Linked DNA regions of Mus musculus: all the other regions are linked to region 2. A link is a contact called in public Hi-C and HiChIP or PLAC-seq data. All regions are on one chromosome and are shown on one strand. Each heading gives the region's core, a stretch centred on a gene start, on an enhancer-like site or on the middle of the called end of the contact. The rest is flanking DNA. Distances are from core to core; before and after follow the strand shown.

Region 1 (3,782 bases), core at 210-2,709, 130 kb after region 2:
CTGGGGAAAGTCAATTCTTGACTGTCTCCATGGCATTAGTCCGTTAGATCTCATTACCCCAAATCCTCCAGGATGGAAAATGAAGAGTGAATGGATCGGTCGTCCACATGGAAACCTGATCCACACAGAAGAAATTCATATCCCCATGGCCACAAGATTATCCAACAAGCCAGGCAGGCATCATGGTGCTTACAAGCCATCCCAGCACTCTGGTGACTAAGGCAGGCAGTGAGGGTTTGAGGCCAGCCTAAAGCTAGACAGTAATATCAGAAAGCAATGCAGCTTTGATGTAAGTCACCTCTACAGTTACCACTCAACACCAAAACTTGGTCTGGAATTTACAAGGAAGAGTTGAGTTGAGAAGAAAAATGGGGACCCTTCTCTCAGGTCCTCAACACTCACCCCCTTGAGTCACGGTGAACGTAACTCTTGAGCACACTTACTGAACGGTTTGCTTTGTTACCCAGGCTTCTTTCCCCTTGGTCCCTAAAGCTTTCTAACACCCTAACTCTCCTCCTCGCTCCATCTTTCTCCGGAAGAAATCACAATGAACAAATAAAGACTTAGTGGCACTGAAAACAAAAGGAATCACTAGATGGTGGCTACAGGGAACCCTGCGTGTGACTGCAGATGGGTACTGGTTTCTGCGCAGTGAGTGACACACTTCAGAGCTGCAACCTCGGATTAAGAGGCCAGGACTATATCCTCATGACAGCTGAGGGCTGAGGACATGGCTCAGTTGGTGCAGGTCTGACTATTGAGTTTAAGAACCTGAGTTTGATCTATCCCTAGCACCCACGTAAACAGTGAGTCAAGGTGGCATTCATCAATCCCAATGCTGGGAAGACAGGAGGATCCAAGGACTCAAGGCCAGCTTGCCTAACCTAACCTGCAGGTCCCAGTTCCCAGTGAGCCACTTCATCTCAAAAAATGTAAGGGCTGGACGAACAGCTCAGCAGTTAAAGTGCTTACTGCTAGGCCAGGCAAGGTGATGCGATGCCTTTAATACCAGCACATGGGAGGCAGAGACAGGTGGATCTCTGGGAGTGCCAGGGCAGATGTCTCAAAACAACAAGAAGCACTGCTGCTTTACAGGACTTAAGTCCCCGGTACTCCCACTCCAGAGGACCCACAGTTCTCTTAGGTCCCCGGTACTCCCACTCCAGAGGACCCACTGTTCTCTTAAGTCCCTGGTACTCCCACTCCAGAGGACCCACTGTTCTCTTAAGTCCCTGGTACTCCCACTCCAGAGGACCCACAGTTCTCTTAGGTCCCCGGTATTCCCACTCCAGAGGACCCACTGTCCCCTTCATAGGCACCAGCACGAAAGTGAGTTACATAGCCATGTATGTGTCCATGTAATTAAAACAGAAGTCATCTTTGTGCGGGAGAGATGGCTCAGAAGTAGAAGACTTGCTTCTACTGCAGAGGACTCAAATTCAGTTGACAGCACCTATACTGGACAACTCTAGGTGAATCTGGTGCCCTCTTCAGGCCTCCTCAGGAACCTGCAAACACAGTTTTAAATCTAAGTCCTGTTTTAAAAAAAAAAAAAAACCATGTGGAAGGCTGGATTGCACTTGGGTTTTCTAGCAGAACTGCAGGTGCTCTCATTCAGTGAGCAACCACCTCACTTCTCCAGCCCCTCACTTTTGGCACAGTGGGGTCTCTTTACCAGGACCTGGTACTCACAGGTCAGGCAAAGGCAGCTGAGCGCCAGCCTCGGATCCGCCTGTCTCTGATTCCCACATAAGCACCAGCAGCTCTGCGGATGGATAGTCATCACACCTGCATAGCAAGCACCTACCAACATAGCTGCCCCTGTGCCCCTGACAGGGACACGCACTATATGGAAAACAAGACTGCTTTCTTTTCTAATAGACACAATCCACACTGTCTTTTAAGTTTTAAGACTGTCATTCACATTTTTTATTAGTTTTCTAATATTTTGTTAGATTTTCTCTGAGTTGGAAGAACATTAATCTACTAATTGAAAAACCTATCCAAAACATGCATTTGAAGAACATGTTCTTAATTACACTTTGGATCTCGACCCAAATTAATAGAGCACGGGCAACTGAGTGTTCAGGAAGTGACTCGGAGCTGCCTTGCACAGCACCTGCTACATGACGTCTGACAACTTACGAACAAGGCAGCTCACATTGTTTTAATCTGTAAGTCGATCCAAAACAGTCTCCTCTCTCCTTAAATTTCCATTGTTGCTTAGGTACCGATTCCAATTATTTTTTAAATCTGTTGGTCCCAACTGTTTTCTGAAATGTTTGACAAATATCTGTGTCATTTGATATGAAGTTACCTCATATGTATTTCTTTCCACAGAAGCTGCCATTTCTCTTGTTTTCCACATTCATAAAACAAGAAAAATGTTATCAAGCTCTGCATTTATCAAAAGGGTCAACTGAGGCTAGCCACGAGGAGCTGTAACTATTGAGTATCAGAGAGCGGAAAGGAGTCTGTACCCAGGGTGCTCAGCGCTCAGTGCTGACAGAGTGGCGTCAATCGGCATCTCAGTGAGCAGAAGTCCCTTCATTTATGCTGCCCTGGAATTTCAATCATTTTCTTTGGTGATATGAACACAAACTAATAATTATACCTTGCTAGATATAAATGGCTGTGGTTTTGCTCTCCATATTTTAGATCCCCTTACAACTGTACTTTTCAAACCTCCCTGTCTCAAATCCTAGATCCATCTTTGAACCCATCTGGCCAAGAAAGTTATGAGGATGGAGGTTATAGTTATAAAAGTCAAAAAGTACCAGATGAAGAAATTCCCTTAGAAACTGTACTGGCTAGTTTTGTGTCAACTTGACACAGCTGGAGTTATCACAGAGAAAGGAGCTTCAGTTGGGGAAATGCCTCCATGAGATCCAGCTGTAAGGCATTTTCTCAATTAGTGATCAAGGGGGAAAGGCCCCTTGTGGGTGGGACCATCTCTGGGCTGGTAGTCTTGGGTTCTATAAGAGAGCAGGCTGAGCAAGCCAGGGGAAGCAAGCCAGTAAGGAACATCCCTCCATGGCCTCTGCATCAGCTCCTGCTCCCTGACCTGCTTGAATTCCAGTCCTGACTTCTTTGGTGATGGAAGTGTAAGCTGAATAAACCCTTTCCTCCCCAATTTGCTTCTTGGTCATGTTTGTGCAGGAATAGAAACCCTGACTAAGACAGAAACTCTCTACTGAATCAGCTGTCAGGCCCACTAAGAACAAATGATTTCTTTGTGCTTGTTAAGTATGTGTGAGGGGGATCTTAATATATTTGCCAAGGCTCACGGGAGCCTCCTCCCCCAGTCTTCCTGGGTAGGTAGGTATACAGATGTGCCACCATGCCTGATCACAATTTATTTTCCTAATAACACAGTTTAAGCAGGTTGCAGGAGTACATACCTTAAATCCCACCATTCAGGAGGCACAGGCAGGCGGATCTCTATGAGTTTCTAGCTAGCTAGGGCTATATATGAGACCGAGACCTTGCCTCTAAATAATGATGATGATAATAGTTTTCATCCTCTTTTTAAAACGGACCAGAGAAAGAATTCATTAGTTAGAAGCACGCACTGCTCTTGCAGAGGACTTGAGTTCAGTTTCCAAAACCCAGGTCAGGATACTTACAAATACTGGTGACTCCAGTTTCAGGGGATCTGACATCCTTTTGTGGCCTTTGCAGGTACCCTCATTCATGTGGTATACACACACACACACACACACACACACACACACACACAATTGCAGGGTGTGGTGGTACATTGTCTTTAATCTCAGCCCTGG
Region 2 (3,437 bases), core at 367-2,866:
GTTCCTCGGTGCTCCAGCACCCTCAACCTAGGGACCACATGGCTGGCCCACCCTGGACTCTGGGAGCCCAGGGCTCTGATCTGTGCTCTTCCTCTCCTGGTTAACTGCTTGCTGCTCTTCCTGATGATGTGTCATTCCAGAGAAACACACACGGATGAAAAGATGGAAGAGCCATGAATGCTGCTAATGCTTGCTGTGCTGTGCTGTGCCTTGGATGCTGGGCAGGTGGGGGGCTAGGGAACCCTAGGTATGGAAACAAGAGAACACTTGCCTCCATCCTGATACGTATTGATCCGTCAGTGCCGAGTGGCTCAGGGTGGTGAGCCTCTCCATCACCCAGTGTACCTTTGGGGTTGGTGTGCTCACGCACTATCCTCATTGGGACCGCTTCTGCACAGCACTCCCTTGGGAGACCTTCCTGCTCCTGAGAAGCAGATTCGGAATGAACGCTGTAGAGTTCACGATGCAGGTGGGCACCACTGTTGCAGGATATGTAACCACACTGTGGACCCCGAGATTGTGTTATTTATTGGAAAAACTTATTTCCAGTTGTGGTGTAGCTCAGCCCTAACACACACTTTTAATCCAGGAACTTTTTGCTTGAATACTGTAAACAAGATTTAAGTAAAATCAACCATAGGTCAAGAGGCATTTGACAGGGAGCGAATATGTGATTATTAACAAAAAGACATAGTAAGAGGGAGTCAGGAGGACCTGATAGGCAGATGCACAGGAAGTAGAAGGGAGGGACATTCGGTTTTGGGAGGTCCACTAAGGAGGAAGGTCAGTTGGTGCTTTCTCTGCCTGTCTGAGCTAGCAGGCTTTAACTCCAGCATCTGCAGCATCTGGCTCCCAAGTTTTCATTGGTAAAATTGAACAATTGGGATTTTGTTTAAAACAACACATCATACTTATGAGTTTTGTAGATCTGTGTGTTTTGGGGGATAAGTATAAGCCCAAAGATAAAAAATGCAGAGTGCAGCAAATGCTTAACTCGTGGTTGAAGACCACACAGCTACCGAAACTCCTGTGTTAGCTTACAGCTTCCTGTTTTGATTCAAGCTCCCCTCCAACCAACCCCCAGTAAAACTGTCCATGGTCACCACACCTACGAACCAAGGGAAAGTGATGAAAACCAGGTTTATAAGCGCCTCTGGGGTACTGTTGCTGGTCCAGTAGACAGACTCCTGAGTCAGGTTTCCTGTGTATTCCCAATTTCTGCCAGAGCTACCCAAACTCACAACATTGCAGCGAGTTTTCTCACATTAACCCCAAAAGTGCACTGGGTGACTGAGGGGTTCACAGTCACCGTGAGCCATTCAGCACTGATCTATCAATACAGGATCAGGCCCATGGCATCTTGTCTCTATGCCTAGGGTTCCTAAGCTCCCAACCCACTCAGCATCCAAGGGCGAAAGCACACACAGCACAGCACACACAGCACAGCAGTGACACACCCCAACTTCAGAATACACAGAACATCACACCTAGATATGACAGAACCAGGAATCTGACTTTCCAGAAGGTCTTGTGGAATTGGTAGTTAACTTTTACCCTTCTACAGAATTGGTTTTCTCTGGAGAGTACCATAGTGCCCATACTTTGGGTCATTGCATCACCTCGTGGTCATGACAGGAACTGCATCTTCTCAGAGTCCCAGTCACATTCCATAGTAGTTCGGAAACAATCTATTTGAAACCAGAGGAAACTCCTTTCATGGGTATTTTGTTCCCTATTCTAAGGAGGAATGAAGTATCCACCTATTGGTCTTCCCTCTTCTTGATTTTCTTGTGTTTTGCAAATTGTATCTTGGGTGTTCTATGTTTCTGGGCTAATATCCACTTATCAGTGAGTGCATATCTAATGACTTCCTTTGTGATTGGGTTACCTCACTAAAGTTTGGAGCTAAGACAAAAGGATGGACTATCCAGAGACTACCCCATCCGGGGATCTATCCCATAATCAGCCACCAAACCCCACACACTATTGCATATGCCAGAAAGATTTTGAGGAAGGGACCCTGATATAGCTGTCTCGTATGCCAGTACCTGGCAAATATAGAAGTGGATGCTCACAGTCATCTATAATATGGAACACAGGGCCCCCAATGGAGAAGCTAGAGAAAGCACCCAAGGAGCTGAAGGGGTCTGCAACCCTATAGGTGGAACAACAATATGAACTAACCAGTAACCCCCGGAGCTCTTGACTCTAGCTGCATATGTATCAGAAAATGGCCTAGTCGGCCATCACTGGAAAGAGAGGCCCCTTGGTCTTGCAAACTTTATATGCCCCAGTACAGGGGAACGACAGGGCCAAGAAGTGGGAGTGGGTGGGTAGGGGAGCAGGGCAGGGGTAGGGGTAGGGAACTTTCGGAATAGCATTTGAAATGTATATAAAGAAAATATCTAATAAAGAAAAAGAAAGAAAGAAACCAGAGGAAAAAAGTCTGCTAGATTCTGCCCTCCCAAAGCTGGCCAAGTGACGTGCAGAGCCAGGACAGCTTGGTGCCTCTCTCACATTTCACCGCTGTGGCTGAGGAAGGAGTAGTGTCCCTCTTGTGCCTCAGCTCCCACCGGCCCATAGACTAGGCTGCCATTCTCCTCTGTGGATTCTTTTACTCATCTTGCTCACAAGCAGCCTCTATTATTTATGCTCAGCTCACTGTTTTTCTGTCACAATATAAACAACCTTGGGCAAGCCGTACAAATTTAATCACTTGCTTCTGCAAAGTGGGAATCAGGCTCTACCGAAAACTGTGGGTCCAATGAAATGAAAAGCTGCATGTATACACATCTGATAAACTGTGACAAAACGTGTAAATGCAGTGCTCATCAGATAATACGTGTCTGTGCATAGCACTTCACACTTTGAACTTCCTTATTCGAGTGTTAGCAGGTCAGACAGAGCGGAGGGTGTCCGCAATCATGACCCATACCTACGTGCAGTGAACACTTCTCTCGCTGTGTTTACAGTCTAGGGAATGGATGTCTGTTAAAAGAGTGCATGCTCTCGTACGTGGAATCACATTTAATAACTTCACAACTGTCCCTCAAGGTGTGAGGGTGCATTACCAGGTTTACAAAAAGGTGCCATCTCGAGGGTCAAGCTGGCTTTCTTAGGGTCCCAGAGCAGTGGCTGAGGGGATGGACTGGGGATCATTTGACATGGTCTAGGTGCTTCCAAACGTTCTGAGTGACAGGCCACAGTACAGGACCCACTCACGTGTCAGCACACTGTTGAGATAAAAACCCCAACAGAGGGCAGTGCTGACCCCACACCTTCAGCGGATCCTCACTCCCGCTCACCTCTCATTACAGTGACTCACAGCCTCCCAGTCAATCTGGAAGTAGAAGGTTCTCAAACAACCTCCACTAGATAACAACCTCCCCTGCAAATGACTGTTGATTTCAAATGGACAGTAAGGATCTAAAAGAACA
Region 3 (3,787 bases), core at 57-2,556, 90 kb after region 2:
TATTTACTTTATGTATATGAGTACACTGTAGCTGTCTTCAGACACACCAGAAGAGGGCATCAGATCCCATTACAGATGGTTGTGAGCCACCATGTGGTTGCTGGGAATTGAACTCAGGACCTCTGGAAGAACAGTCAGTGCTCTTAACCACTGAGCCATCTCTCCAGCTCTTGAGATATGTTTTACTAAATTTAGTACTTATATTTATTTTAGCTGATCTTTTCTCCCTGTGTTTATGTTGTGACTACAGACTGTGTCTGACAGTGAGATTTCTTCTGGCCAGCGTTACTGAGTCCTATGTTTTCCTTTTTGAGAGGCTGATACCAGGGCAACCATGATACCACTCAGTTATAGCACCAGTTCTTCAAGTGTGAGGAAAAAAACTAAGAGTGAGTGAGTGAGTGAGTGAGTGAGTGTGTGTGTGTGTGTGTGTGTGTGTGTGTGTGTGTGTGTATGAGAGCAGGAGCAGGACCGAGGGAGGAAGGAGGGAGAGGAGAGAAGAAGGAGGGGAAGGGGGAGGGGAGGGGCAGGAGAGGAGGAGGAGGGGAGGGGGAGGGAGAGGAGGAGGAGGGAGGGAGAGGGAGTATGAGCGCCAAGGTAAAGGCCAAGGCCCCACCTTGTCCCCGTGTTCTTCATCCACTAGGCTTGGATGGTTAAAGTTACTGCCAAGGACATCCCACAGAAGGCTCCACTAGTTACACATGATAGAAACGATGCCTGCAAGAGTTCCATCCCTCAGAATTTTGCTTCATAACTATTCAGTTTGATCCAGAGAGAAGAGCCTAATGCTCTCCATTCAAAGCGCAATTCTCAGCAGGTGCAAATTTTAATGTGGTAGCAATCTGTATTCAAGAGTAAATGGTTACAGTATACAGCTATTGGCAAATAGTTATTATTTAAAATCAGCAATAAGGACAGTATAAAGCTCTTTTTAAAACACACCCACTAGTATCTACCCACTCTTTCCTCTTGCCCAAAAATTCATAAGGCAATTTGGGTCACAAAGCACAGGCTTTCTTACATTACGAAATGAAGGCCATATCAGTACCATCACTGTTAGTAAGACAAAGGGCAGTGCGAGCAGGACGGTTCCTCTGCCTCTGCCTCAGCTTCCATGGCTCTGCTGGGAGCGTGGGAGGAGCTGAGAGAGGGCAGCAGGTCTACACTTAAATCTCAGAAATCACCTACGAGCATCTGACAGGAAGAGATACTTAAAACAAACAGAAAGCCCAGCATTCTAGTTCCTGGATTTGTTCCTGCTGAAGAAGAGAGCAGTGAATGACTTCCCTTCGCAGGGTGGTTTCAGATCTCTAGTTCCCTGGAAGGTTGACTCCGGGTGACTGAAGACACTTAGAAAGCACATGTGCCTCTCTGTGCTTGACCTGCTCACTGGCTTTAGAGTACAAATCTCAGCACCATGCCTTTAATCCCAGCACTCAGGAGGCAGAGGCAGGTGGATTTCTGAGTTCGAGGCCAGCCTGGTCTACAAAGTGAGTTCCAGGACAGCCAGGGCTATACAGAGAAACCCTGTGTCCAACCAAAAAACAAATCTCAGCACAAAGAGGCAGGTGTGTGCAGATTCCAGGAGCTTTCTGACTTTGTGCAGCTTAGAGAGGCAGCAGGTACTCACAGACTAGAGTTTCTGAGACAGTAGGACAAGAGAGTAGGCAGGAAGGAGTTTCTTAGAAAAGATAGTTTTCTCTTTATTGACATTCTGTCAATGACCTAGGAGAGCCACAAATCATAGTCTTAGTGTTTCTCTAACATGAGTGAGTATATTTGTATTATTCTTATGTATGTGTTTTAAAGAAAATGTGTTTAAAAACAATTTAAAATGTCAAAGCGGCCTTTCTCAGTGGTCTCGTATTGGCTACCAAGCTGGGAACCTGAGAAGCTCCTGATGTGTATGAAATATTACATCTTTTACCCAGGAGCTGGTGGGCTTAACTGAGCTTCAGGAAATAAAAGACAGCAATTTTGAAGGCAGGTATTATGGCTCGCGTGAGTACTGGGGACGCTGTGGTGGAAGGAACAGTCCACTTTCAAGACCAGCCTGGGCTGCAGAGCAAGACCATATCTCAAATAATAAATATGTGACGGAACGTTTTACTTCATTTACTTCCAAGCTTGCCACAGGGGACCATGCTCTAAGGGACACTGGATAGGAAGTAGCCAAAGTAGCACTGGGTTTTTACTGTGCGCATGGAATGTGGTTTACAGATGAGGTTACTTTCCGACTTAGAACTCAAGGGTTCCAGAAGATGGATATGACAGTCCATGCCTTTGATGCATCTTTTCCTGAGGCAGAAGCAGAAAGCTCTCTGGAGTCTGAGGCCACCCTGGTCCACATAATGAGACACTTTTAGAAGGATATACATACATGCACACACACATACATACATGCACACACACATACATACATACATACACACACACATACATACATACATACACACACACTCTCAGAGACAGACACAAACAACACACAGACAAACACACACTCAGAGAAGGACAACATGCACACAGAGAGACAAACATACACAAACACACACACTCATATTCATACACAGAGATACACACATACACACACACACTCAGAGAAGGACAACATGCACACACATGCACACACACAGAGACAAACATACACAAACACATACATTCACACACTGTCACAGAAACAGACACACAGACTGATAGATAGATACACACACACACACACACACACACACACACACACACACGGCACTTGTCAAATACTGAACTATATCTTCAAAGGCTAATGAGTTTCTGCAGACGGTTTTCAGACTGGCATCTGGTCGTTACTTCATTTTATCCAGCAAGTGTTAAATAGCTGGCTTTTAGAACTCCACAGAGCAATCACTACCACAACGGCAGCTAATTATCTGTCGCATGCTGAAGCACGGCCTTTAGGTCTACCAGTATTTGGGGTCAGTTATTTCTCCTTTCCTTAGTATAACTAACTGGCTTGGAAATCAAGTTCTTTGGCATTGGAGTTATAATAAGAAGTTAGCTATTACTCTGCATAAGCAAATTGTAATTGCTGTTTGGGTGAAGTCCAACAGTACCTCAGAAAAAGCAATTTCTGACAAAGAACAGAATAACAAACACCCATGTTCCAACAATCTAGATCAGAGGTTCCAAACCTGGGGGTCATGACCCCTTTGGGGGTTGAAGGACCATTTCACAGGGGCTGAATGTCAGACTTCCTGCACAGCAGATATTCACATTATTATTCTAACAGTAGAAAATTAGTTATGGAATAATTTTATGGATGAGTTACCACAACATGAAGAACTATTACATGGCCGCAGTGTTAGGAAGGTTGAGAACCACTGGTCTAAACGATCAAACAGTGTCTGCCTGACAGACATTGGGGTTGCAGGTGACGGAGCTACTGCTATTATGTGTTTTATGGCATCACAGTTGACAAGGACAATAAATTATTAATATTCTCCCATAAACACTGGTGACAATGATAAAGAACAACATCTCCATTGGCCAGAACCTTCCATGTATTTTCCAACATGCTCCTCCTACATGTTGTCTGACATCCTGTGTCTTTCCACTCATTTATGAAGTGGCAATCACGGTGACTAAGCACAGCATCGGTCATTTCACTCTTAAGCAAGTGGCTGGGTTTGCGCCTGTGTCCACAGACATACATACAGACAGACATCATCTTACAGACAGACAGACAGACATCATCTTACAGACAGACAGACATCTTACAGACAGACAGACATCATCTTACAGACAGACAGACATC

The links. Hi-C and Micro-C count contacts between places; a contact is called where the count stands out from the background. HiChIP or PLAC-seq counts read pairs in DNA pulled down with a chosen protein or histone mark.
Region 1: a contact with region 2 is called in a Hi-C map of the G1E-ER4 cell line, with 2.4 times the contacts expected there. The contact joins two enhancer-like sites. A contact is called at or near these places in 7 of 39 promoter capture datasets (the C10 cell line, HPC-7-derived erythroid cells, hippocampal neurons and 3 more), 3 of 15 datasets of contacts at CTCF or cohesin (the G1E-ER4 cell line, large pre-B cells and pro-B cells), 56 of 484 Hi-C or Micro-C datasets (the AML12 cell line, B cells, the Ba/F3 cell line and 34 more), 13 of 115 datasets of contacts at active chromatin or transcription factors (T-cell acute lymphoblastic leukemia, astrocytes, bone marrow-derived dendritic cells and 8 more) and 1 of 9 other capture datasets (embryonic stem cells).
Region 3: a contact with region 2 is called in an H3K4me3 HiChIP or PLAC-seq map of bone marrow-derived macrophages, with 4 times the contacts expected there. The contact joins two enhancer-like sites. A contact is called at or near these places in 2 of 15 datasets of contacts at CTCF or cohesin (large pre-B cells and pro-B cells), 1 of 484 Hi-C or Micro-C datasets (cranial neural crest), 4 of 115 datasets of contacts at active chromatin or transcription factors (bone marrow-derived macrophages, cardiomyocytes, double positive thymocytes and 1 more) and 2 of 9 other capture datasets (adipose tissue and pancreatic islet).

The regions. Positions count from the first base shown.
Region 1 is chr3:9,592,537-9,596,318 of GRCm38.p6, forward strand. The region is part of intron 1 of Zfp704 (zinc finger protein 704); the gene reads right to left. Among named protein-coding and RNA genes, the nearest start is that of Zfp704, 16 kb to the right of the region's middle. Within about 2 kb of position 1,460, at least 6 of the 459 cell types and tissues checked have an H3K27ac peak or open chromatin away from gene starts, as enhancers often do. A contact at or near this core is called in the G1E-ER4 cell line, where this site is marked.
Region 2 is chr3:9,464,890-9,468,326 of GRCm38.p6, forward strand. All of the region lies in intron 4 of Zfp704 (zinc finger protein 704), which reads right to left. Among named protein-coding and RNA genes, the nearest start is that of C030034L19Rik, 64 kb to the left of the region's middle. Within about 2 kb of position 1,617, at least 21 of the 459 cell types and tissues checked have an H3K27ac peak or open chromatin away from gene starts, as enhancers often do. A contact at or near this core is called in the G1E-ER4 cell line and bone marrow-derived macrophages, where this site is marked.
Region 3 is chr3:9,555,290-9,559,076 of GRCm38.p6, forward strand. The region is part of intron 2 of Zfp704 (zinc finger protein 704); the gene reads right to left. Among named protein-coding and RNA genes, the nearest start is that of Zfp704, 53 kb to the right of the region's middle. Within about 2 kb of position 1,307, at least 8 of the 459 cell types and tissues checked have an H3K27ac peak or open chromatin away from gene starts, as enhancers often do. A contact at or near this core is called in bone marrow-derived macrophages, where this site is marked.